Linked DNA regions of Sus scrofa: region 2 is linked to region 1. A link is a contact called in public Hi-C data. All regions are on one chromosome and are shown on one strand. The core of a region is the stretch at or near the end of the contact, and the rest is flanking DNA. Distances in the headings are between cores, read along the strand shown. Region 1 holds the start of PVALB (parvalbumin). Region 2 holds the start of NCF4 (neutrophil cytosol factor 4).

Evidence for each region. A called contact is a pair of places that touch in the nucleus more often than the background predicts.
Region 2: a Hi-C map of adipocytes shows a contact between it and region 1, with 2.0 times the contacts expected there. The contact joins the promoter of NCF4 here to the promoter of PVALB in region 1. A contact is called at or near these places in 3 of 47 Hi-C or Micro-C datasets (adipocytes, embryonic fibroblasts and skeletal muscle).

The regions. Positions count from the first base shown.
Region 1 is chr5:10,954,261-10,957,994 of Sscrofa11.1, forward strand. It overlaps PVALB (parvalbumin), which reads left to right and starts at 1,754. Exons shown (of 4, transcript NM_001190157.1): 1 at 1,754-1,821; 2 at 3,469-3,601. The coding sequence starts at 1,761. The region is part of intron 2 of NCF4 (neutrophil cytosol factor 4); the gene reads right to left.
Region 2 is chr5:10,992,173-10,996,027 of Sscrofa11.1, forward strand. NCF4 (neutrophil cytosol factor 4) reads right to left here and starts at 1,830. Exons shown (of 12, transcript XM_021091535.1): 1 at 576-1,830. It overlaps IFT27 (intraflagellar transport protein 27 homolog), which reads left to right and starts at 2,010. Exons shown (of 7, transcript XM_021091536.1): 1 at 2,010-2,455. The coding sequence starts at 2,422.

The sequences.
Region 1 (3,734 bases), core at 504-3,003:
GCCTTCCTGGTGTTCTTAAGCCACTTACTGACTCTCTCTGGCTTCAGTTTCCCCACAAGTGTAGCCTAAGGATCCTTCAGATGCAGAAGCAGGTTCTCCAACTAGGCCTCCAGAGGGAACTGAGCCCAGGAGATTGAAAGGTTAGCACAGAAGCTTAGCATCTCCAAGTTAACAGCCCAGCTGGGGGCAGAGGCAGCAGGGGCAGCTGAGGGGTCCGGGGAAGGCTTCCCCCGGAGAGAGGCCAGATCAGGAGCTGCAGCCTCTGTGCCTTGGAAGCCAGCTGGCGGACTGTCACCCGAAGGAGCTGACTCACAGGGAGGGGGCCAGCCGGAGCCAGCAGCATCCTAAGGTTTCCAGGAAGGGCAGCCATCCAGCGCCCAGCTGAGGGAGACAGCGTTGACAGCGAGTGAGAGGGAACTTGAGCTACTGGGCAGCAAGACCACTCTCCCCGGTACCCCCATCAAGGGCCACCATGGCAGCCCTCGCCCACCCCTTAAAGTTGGAGTCTCAAGATGCCACCTCAAGGGACCGCCAACACCCTCAACACAGCAGAGGGAGCCTGAAGCCCAGAGATGAAGGTCACAACCCAAGGTCACATAGGGACTTTGTGCAGCCCCAAATCTAGAACCGGGGCCTCCTGACTCCCCATCCAGGGCTCAGCACACTCTAGAGGCAGCTAGTTGCAGCCTGAACCCCTGGGGGACCGTGGGAAAGAATGCAACTTGTCTCTGGCTACATAAAGATTAGAAAGTGTCCCATTTCCCAGAGATGAAGTTCAGGCCATGAAACTGGCTTAGGCTGTCTCCAAGGTGTGGTCTGAGGGTGCCACCCTCTCCTCAAGCACTGGCCTTCTGGTCTCCCAGTGTGGGAGGGGGATGCAAAGAAAGGCAAGAGGCCTCTCCCACCCTCCCCTTCCCCAAATGGCTTAACACCGTCAGGGAGGAGTCGGGACCGCACTGTACTCTCTGGCTCAGGAGACCAGGAAAGCAGGTAGCTAAGTGGGCATCCGAGAAGGGTTCCTTGAAAAGTCAGGTAAGAAATTAAAAAAAAAAAAAAAAAAAAAAAAACTGCTCTGTTTGCACGTCCCTGACCAGATGTGGGATGGGGCACCCACAGAGGGCCGAGCACCGGCTATCAGTACCACCCCCTCCCAGTGTCCTGTGGGTCAGATTTCCAGATCTCAGCGCTCTGCCTTTGCAGCATAAATTTGCATCCGGGACAGACAGAGAGGAGGCTGAGGTAGGAGTGGAGAGAGAATGGGAGCAGGGCCAAGGGGCCCACACAGGTGTAGGCCTGGCCCCTGCCGGCCCAGTGTCCTCCCTGAAGCGGCGGGACATCCTAGGAGATGCGCGGGTCCAGGGGCCCTGCACCTCATCAGGCTGGCGCCTCCTGCGTGCCCTTGACGGCAGGAGAACTCTCCAGATCCAGCTGGTGAGGCGGGCGCCCCGTAAATCTGAGGTGCCCCTTCCCCGGGGCCCTGGCCGCAGCCCCTGGGTTCCCTAGGACCCCCGGCGGGGCTGGGCTGGAGCGGCAGCGGGATGGCGCGCTCGCCCACCCGGCCAGGCCCGCGCAGCTCGGCGGCGCGGCTGGACTGAGCGGCTCTGGCTGTGCGCCGAGCCCCGCGCCCCCTGGCTCTGCGCCAGGCTGGCGGGCGTGCGCCCGGCGCGCGGCACTGCAGCGCAGGTCATATGAGCAGAAATGATGAGAAAAGCACTTTTTAATCTTTTCGCACTTGCTCTGCCCGCTCAAACAGTTGCAGGATGTCGATGACAGACTTGCTCAACGCTGAGGACATCAAGAAGGCAGTGGGGGCCTTTACCGGTGAGCAGCGCGCTCCCCTCCGCATCCCTCGCCCCTCATCCACTACCCTGGTCCCTGCACCCCGCGGAGTCCCCCGGCTGGCCAGTCTGCCCCAGCGCTCCTCTGCCCCCGCATCTTTCGGGGCGCTGGTGGAGCGTGGAAGGGGGTCCACGGTATTTCCCAAACTCTGCCCGGGCGGGACTTGGCGCAGGGAGCGGGGCGGAGAGATCGCGCGCCCTGCAGGACAACCGAAACTTGCGGGCGCCAAAGGCCAGGTGGCCGCGCTGCGAGGACTCGGATCCCGGACAAGGGGCAAAGACCGGGGTCGAAAGCTGGACCTCTGGGTCCTTGTGCGCGCTTGGGGTTTCCTTTTCCAGGCACTTGGAGGGGGCTGTAAGTGGGCACGCTTCTTCGCGCGACCCCTTTCCCAGACCCCCATTTCTGGACAGGACTCTTCTTGCCCAGCTACTCGTTGCTGGCTCCCCGGAAAGCCCAAGCTCCCTCTCCGGGGCTCAGAGCCCACCCACCCCCTGCCGACCTGCGAGAGAGGGAGATGACCTTCCCTAAAGCTCAGCTCTGCCCGGCCCTGCTCTGAGCATCCTCAGCTCGCAACTTCCAGCCTCCCCAGGCACCAAGGGAGGGAAGCCGGCAGTCTCGACACTCTGAGCTGCCCTTGGACCTGAGCGCTTAGCCGCTTACCTCGCTCCTCCCTCCCATCACCCAGATGGGGAAACTGAGGCAGGGAGAGGGCCAGAAACTTGCCCAAGGTCACCTCGCAGGGCAGAAGGGGATGAGCATGGGGGGAGGGGTCACCCCTAGGTCTTGTTCCCTCACGCTAGTGTTTCCCAACACGCATGTAAGTTATGGTCTAAGGTTGTTTCCTTTCCCAGTTGACCTTAAAAAGGGAGCTCAGGACATAGAAAAATTGGAGAAGGGCTCCCATTTCCTTTCTGTGTGGCGCCCCCTCCCCTGGGCATGAAGAAACCCTGGGAAGCCACCCTCCCAGGGCATTGCAATAACCCACCCACTTCTCCTTGACCCACTTGCTCCCTCTTAGAAGAAACCTAACTGGGAATTCTTGGAGAGTCTTCCAACGCCCGCCCCCCTTCCCACCGGAAGGGATTTCTGCAGCAAAGCCAGGACTTCTGGGTCCTCCCCCTCCTCCTCCCACTCTGTGACCTTGAGGGAAACTTGTCCTTTCTGGGTTGATCTTCTGGCAACACAATCCATGGCCAAGAGAAAGGCCAACCCCCCCGCCCCTGCCCCCAACACACACACATCATGTTCCCCCCACTTTCAATTCCCCTGCCTGTCCCCCTGCTCAGCCACCACCGAAAGGCTTCACGGGAACCAGGAAGCCCCTCTCTGCCATCACATGATAGCCCCACCATTAGGGAAGGGTACAGCAGAGGGTGGGGGCCAACTAGGGAGCCAGGGCGATCTGGGTGCAAGCCCACCTCTGTCGCCCTTGGCTGGGTGACCTTGGGCCAAGGCCCCTCTCCTGGCCTGGGCTCCCTCAGCCCTCCCGTGGAGGCACTCCGCCTCCCGCCCCCAGGACCCGCCCAGCAGAGTTGATGAAAATGCTGGGACACCCCCATTCTCCCGCCCTTCTCCAGGTCCCTTCTCTGTCCTCATTTTAACCCCCTCCTCTCCACCCCCCACCCCTAGCTGTCGACTCCTTCGACCACAAAAAGTTCTTCCAAATGGTTGGCCTGAAGAAAAAGAGCCCAGATGATGTGAAGAAGGTATTCCACATCCTGGATAAAGACAAGAGCGGCTTCATTGAGGAGGAGGAGCTGGGGTAAACTGAGGCCCATGGGGGTGGGGGGTGGGGGCGCTTTGGGAGAGGGAGTGGGGGTTGGGACTCTTGCTTCCAAGTTCCCTGCCATCCGCCCTTCTCGCCGCACCCTTCACAGAAAATGACACTGCCTGAC
Region 2 (3,855 bases), core at 580-3,079, 38 kb after region 1:
TAACGAATCCAACTAGGAACCATGAGGTTGTGGGTTCGGTCCCTGCGCTTGCTCAGTGGGTTAACGATCCGGCGTTGCCATGAACTGTGGTGTAGGTTACAGACTCGGCTCGGATCCCGCGTTGCTGTGGCTCTGGCGTAGGCTGGCAGCTACAGCTCTGATTCGACCCCTAGCCTGGGAACCTCCATATGCTGTGGGAGCGGCCCAAAGAAATAGCAAAAAAAAAAAAAACAAACCACAAAACACCACCCCACAATGCTCTTACAATGGTGCTGACCGAAACCACACACAGCAGCACCAAGGAAAGGGATGTGGGCTCTGCAGATGTGGACTCCGCAGATGTGGGCAGAGGAAGACAGCCCTATGAGGGAGGGGCTGTTAGTCCCTCCTGCCCCTCACAGATGGGGAAACTGAGGCTCCCAGATATATCTCCCCCAAATGTGTTTCAGCATCTCAGCTCCATGGAGCTGCCTCAAAGAGTGACTTACTCAAGAGGGCCTCTGAGGGATTAATTAGCAGGGCAGCCTGGAAGCGGGGCGGGGGCAGAAAGACCAGGCAGAGGCTTTCTGACTCACCGAGGCCTGGGGTGTCTGAGACAGACTTGCATGATGTTTCCAAAGAAGACAAGTAGGTGAGGGGAAGGCAGGAGACACATCTTAATCACAATACCAGGAATGAGTCCCAAGGAAAGAAACTTCCAGGCAGCTTGCTCTGTTTCACTCCCAATTCAAGGCTGAAGCATCCACAGAAATGTGTGGAGTGTATGTGTGTTCATGGCCCAGCGCAAGGCTGGTAGCCACAGGGAGACACTGAGCAGGTGAGGCAAGTTCCAGGTAACTGAAAGGCCTGTGATGACAAACCCCCGGGGGCAGGCACCTTCACTGAGGGCATCTTCCTGCTCAGCACCAGCCATCCCAGGGGGCCCCAGCAGAGGCAGAACAGGGGTGCCTGCACCTGGCATACGGCAGTGATGATCAATGAAATTTGTCCAGATGAATCTCTTCTCATTCATCCATTCCTCACTGTTGAGCCCCTACTATGTTCCAGGCACTTACAGACCTTCTTTTGAGCGTCAGGACAACCCCAGGAGGTGGGTTCCACTAGCCCATTTTTAACGAGGAAACAGGCTCAGGGGCGAGGCGATGTGCCACGATGGTCACCAGGTCAGGAAGACGGCGGCGGCAGTGATTTCAGTCTGAGGTTCCTCTTTCAGCAAGAGGAGCCTCCCCCAGAAAGTCAACAGACATCCTCGGAGCCTCCCTGTGGGATGGGGAGTGTCCTGGGGCTGGCTTTCATTCGATGATGTGCGGTATGTGATATATTCTCCATTTTACAAGAGGGGCTGGACTCAGGAAAGTAGGGCTTCAAGTGTCTGAGTCCCGCTGCTCCCCCACATTAAACTCACTTGTTCTCTCTTTGTCCACAGACATCACTTTCAACACTTTCCTATTTTACATTTTAAAGCATGACATTCTCGGGCTTTAAAAATCAGATTTCCCTGTGAGATGCGAGCCAAGGACTAGATTTCTTGATGCAGCTTACGTCGCTCTCCCCGGAATCTGGGACTTGAGGGGGCGACAAGAACCTCGGCCCAACAGAGCGGGTTCAAAGTTCCGCTTGGGCAACTGCACCTTGTCCACTGCGCAGGCGCCGCTCCAGTCTCCCGCGCTCCCAACTGGCCCCCTCCGTGGGCGAACCCACTTCCAGAAGGGGAGGAGGGTACGCGTTCCTCCCGAGATGGTCCAAGCCAGCCTCTGGCCAATCAGAAAGCTGCTTTTATCACCGCTTCTGGATATAAGTTGTTGGAGCTGTTTTTCCCTGAACTTTCCAGAGGTGAGGGGGCGGGAGGTGGAGATGATTGACATGCTCTACAACTATTAGCCAAGCGAGAAAAGTTTGAAGAGCAGATACTGCTACGAATTACCTGGCGAGAAAGGGCTGTTATCCCCGCCCCTCCTTCCCACTGGTCTTCGGGAGCTTTCGGGTGTGGGAGCTTTTGGTGGCAGCCAATCCACAACCAGCAAGGAGGAGGAGGAGGAAATAGAGAAGGCGGGGCAGGCGGGGCATGGTTGCCCGAGAAGCCCATCTGTTGCGGTTCTGGGGGCGGGAAGGTTGCTGGATCACTATTCCTGCTTCCCACTAACTGGAGCTGTGCCTGGGACGGGATCCGAATCGCCTCGCTGGCATCTTCCAGGTTACTCTCTGAGACCTTGAACTTGGCCCCATCTGGCGATCCTCCGCGCCCTGCCGCGACCCTAGTGCCCGAGAACTGCCCGCGGGCTGCCCAGAGGGTCGTTGTCCCCACCGCCGCCACAGGACCCTTCAGCGCCAGCCTTCCCCACTCCCCTTCCCAGGCAGGGCCCCCCAACGCCTCCAGCAGCCTCTCTTCCGCTGTCTGGTCCGCGGAGGTGATTGGTTACCATGGTGAAGCTGGCAGCGAAATGCATCCTGGCAGGTGAGTCTGAAAACTTGCGGATGAATACAGTCGACGGAGGCCAGAGAGTTATCAAGAGTTTTTGTTCATGTAAATTGGCTACTCTCTTTCCCTTTCTCTCTTCCAAAGGCGAGTTAATGCAATTACTGATAGAGTAAATTCCATTAGGCGTAGACGAATTATCTTCCACAGCACATTTGTAGCTCCAGTTGCTTTTCCGCACTCCCTGTCATACTCTGAGACCACTGTCACTAATTTGAGCTGTGCTCAGAAGGAGTAGACTCGCTAAAAAAAATAAGGCTAAGCTCACCCCAAGTGCTTCAACTAAACCATGTCCTGTACCCCGAAGTTAGGCATCAGTGACGTGATGGTCTTATGAGATTTTTTTTTTCCTGAACCCATTCCTCTCAAAACGGGGATAGGAGGTAGTCATGTACAGTTGAGCAGAGTCTGCAAAAGTTATGTGTGTTGTCTTTAAGACCCAGAGTTACTGTGCTGCCCCACAAGCAGGAGGACATAAAGGACTCTCCCAAACGTCAGAATCTCTGTTTTCCTGACTGATACATCCCAAGCACACAGAACAATATCTGGAACATAGTAGGTACTCACTAAATATTGGTAGAATGAATGAAAATGTGACATGCGCATTTGTAGTATTTCTGCTCATTTCGAAAACATTTGCCATGATTATGGACCTGCGACCAAGGAGCATGTATGTACTTTCCTGAGTCCTTACTGCATGTCAGGCAGGTGTATTTCATTTCATCCTCTCCCAGGAGGCAGCACACTGGGTTAAGTGCTGTGCTCGTCTGACCTTACTGTGGCCCAAGGTCACCCCTAGCAAAGGAAGGTCATAGGTGGGATGTCAACCCCCAGATTTGCCAACCTTCAAAATCCTTCACTTGTGTGACTTTGGAAACCTGTGACCTTTCCAGCTTTTCCTGACCAGCTCAGGAATGAAGCAGTAAGAACGTATATCGAAGAAAAAGATTCCTTTTTCAGTCTTTATTCCAGACTGAAAGGGATGATATTTTTTTAAGTGACTTTTCCAATTTGGAAATAAAAGGGTCACACCGGAGGATAACTGACAACAATCACTCAGATCATTCTGGAGCAAATGAAAATGAATGGTTCTCAAAAGCAGTCTCTAGTTGCCAAAGCGCCAGGAGGGGCAGTATTGTGTAATAGGAATAATTCTGCTGTTCCTCTGATTGGCTGTGTCCTCTTGAACAAAAGTACTTCTCTGAGCCTCAGTTTCCTCATTGATAAGGTGCGAATGTTTTTTCTGAAGTTAGATTTTTTTTTTTTTAAATGGGCTTCTCTGAGATCCCATTGTGGCTCAGCAGAAGCGGACCCGACTAGTATCCATGAGGCTGTGGGTTTGATTCCTGGCCTTGCTCAGTGGGTTAAGGATCTGGCAT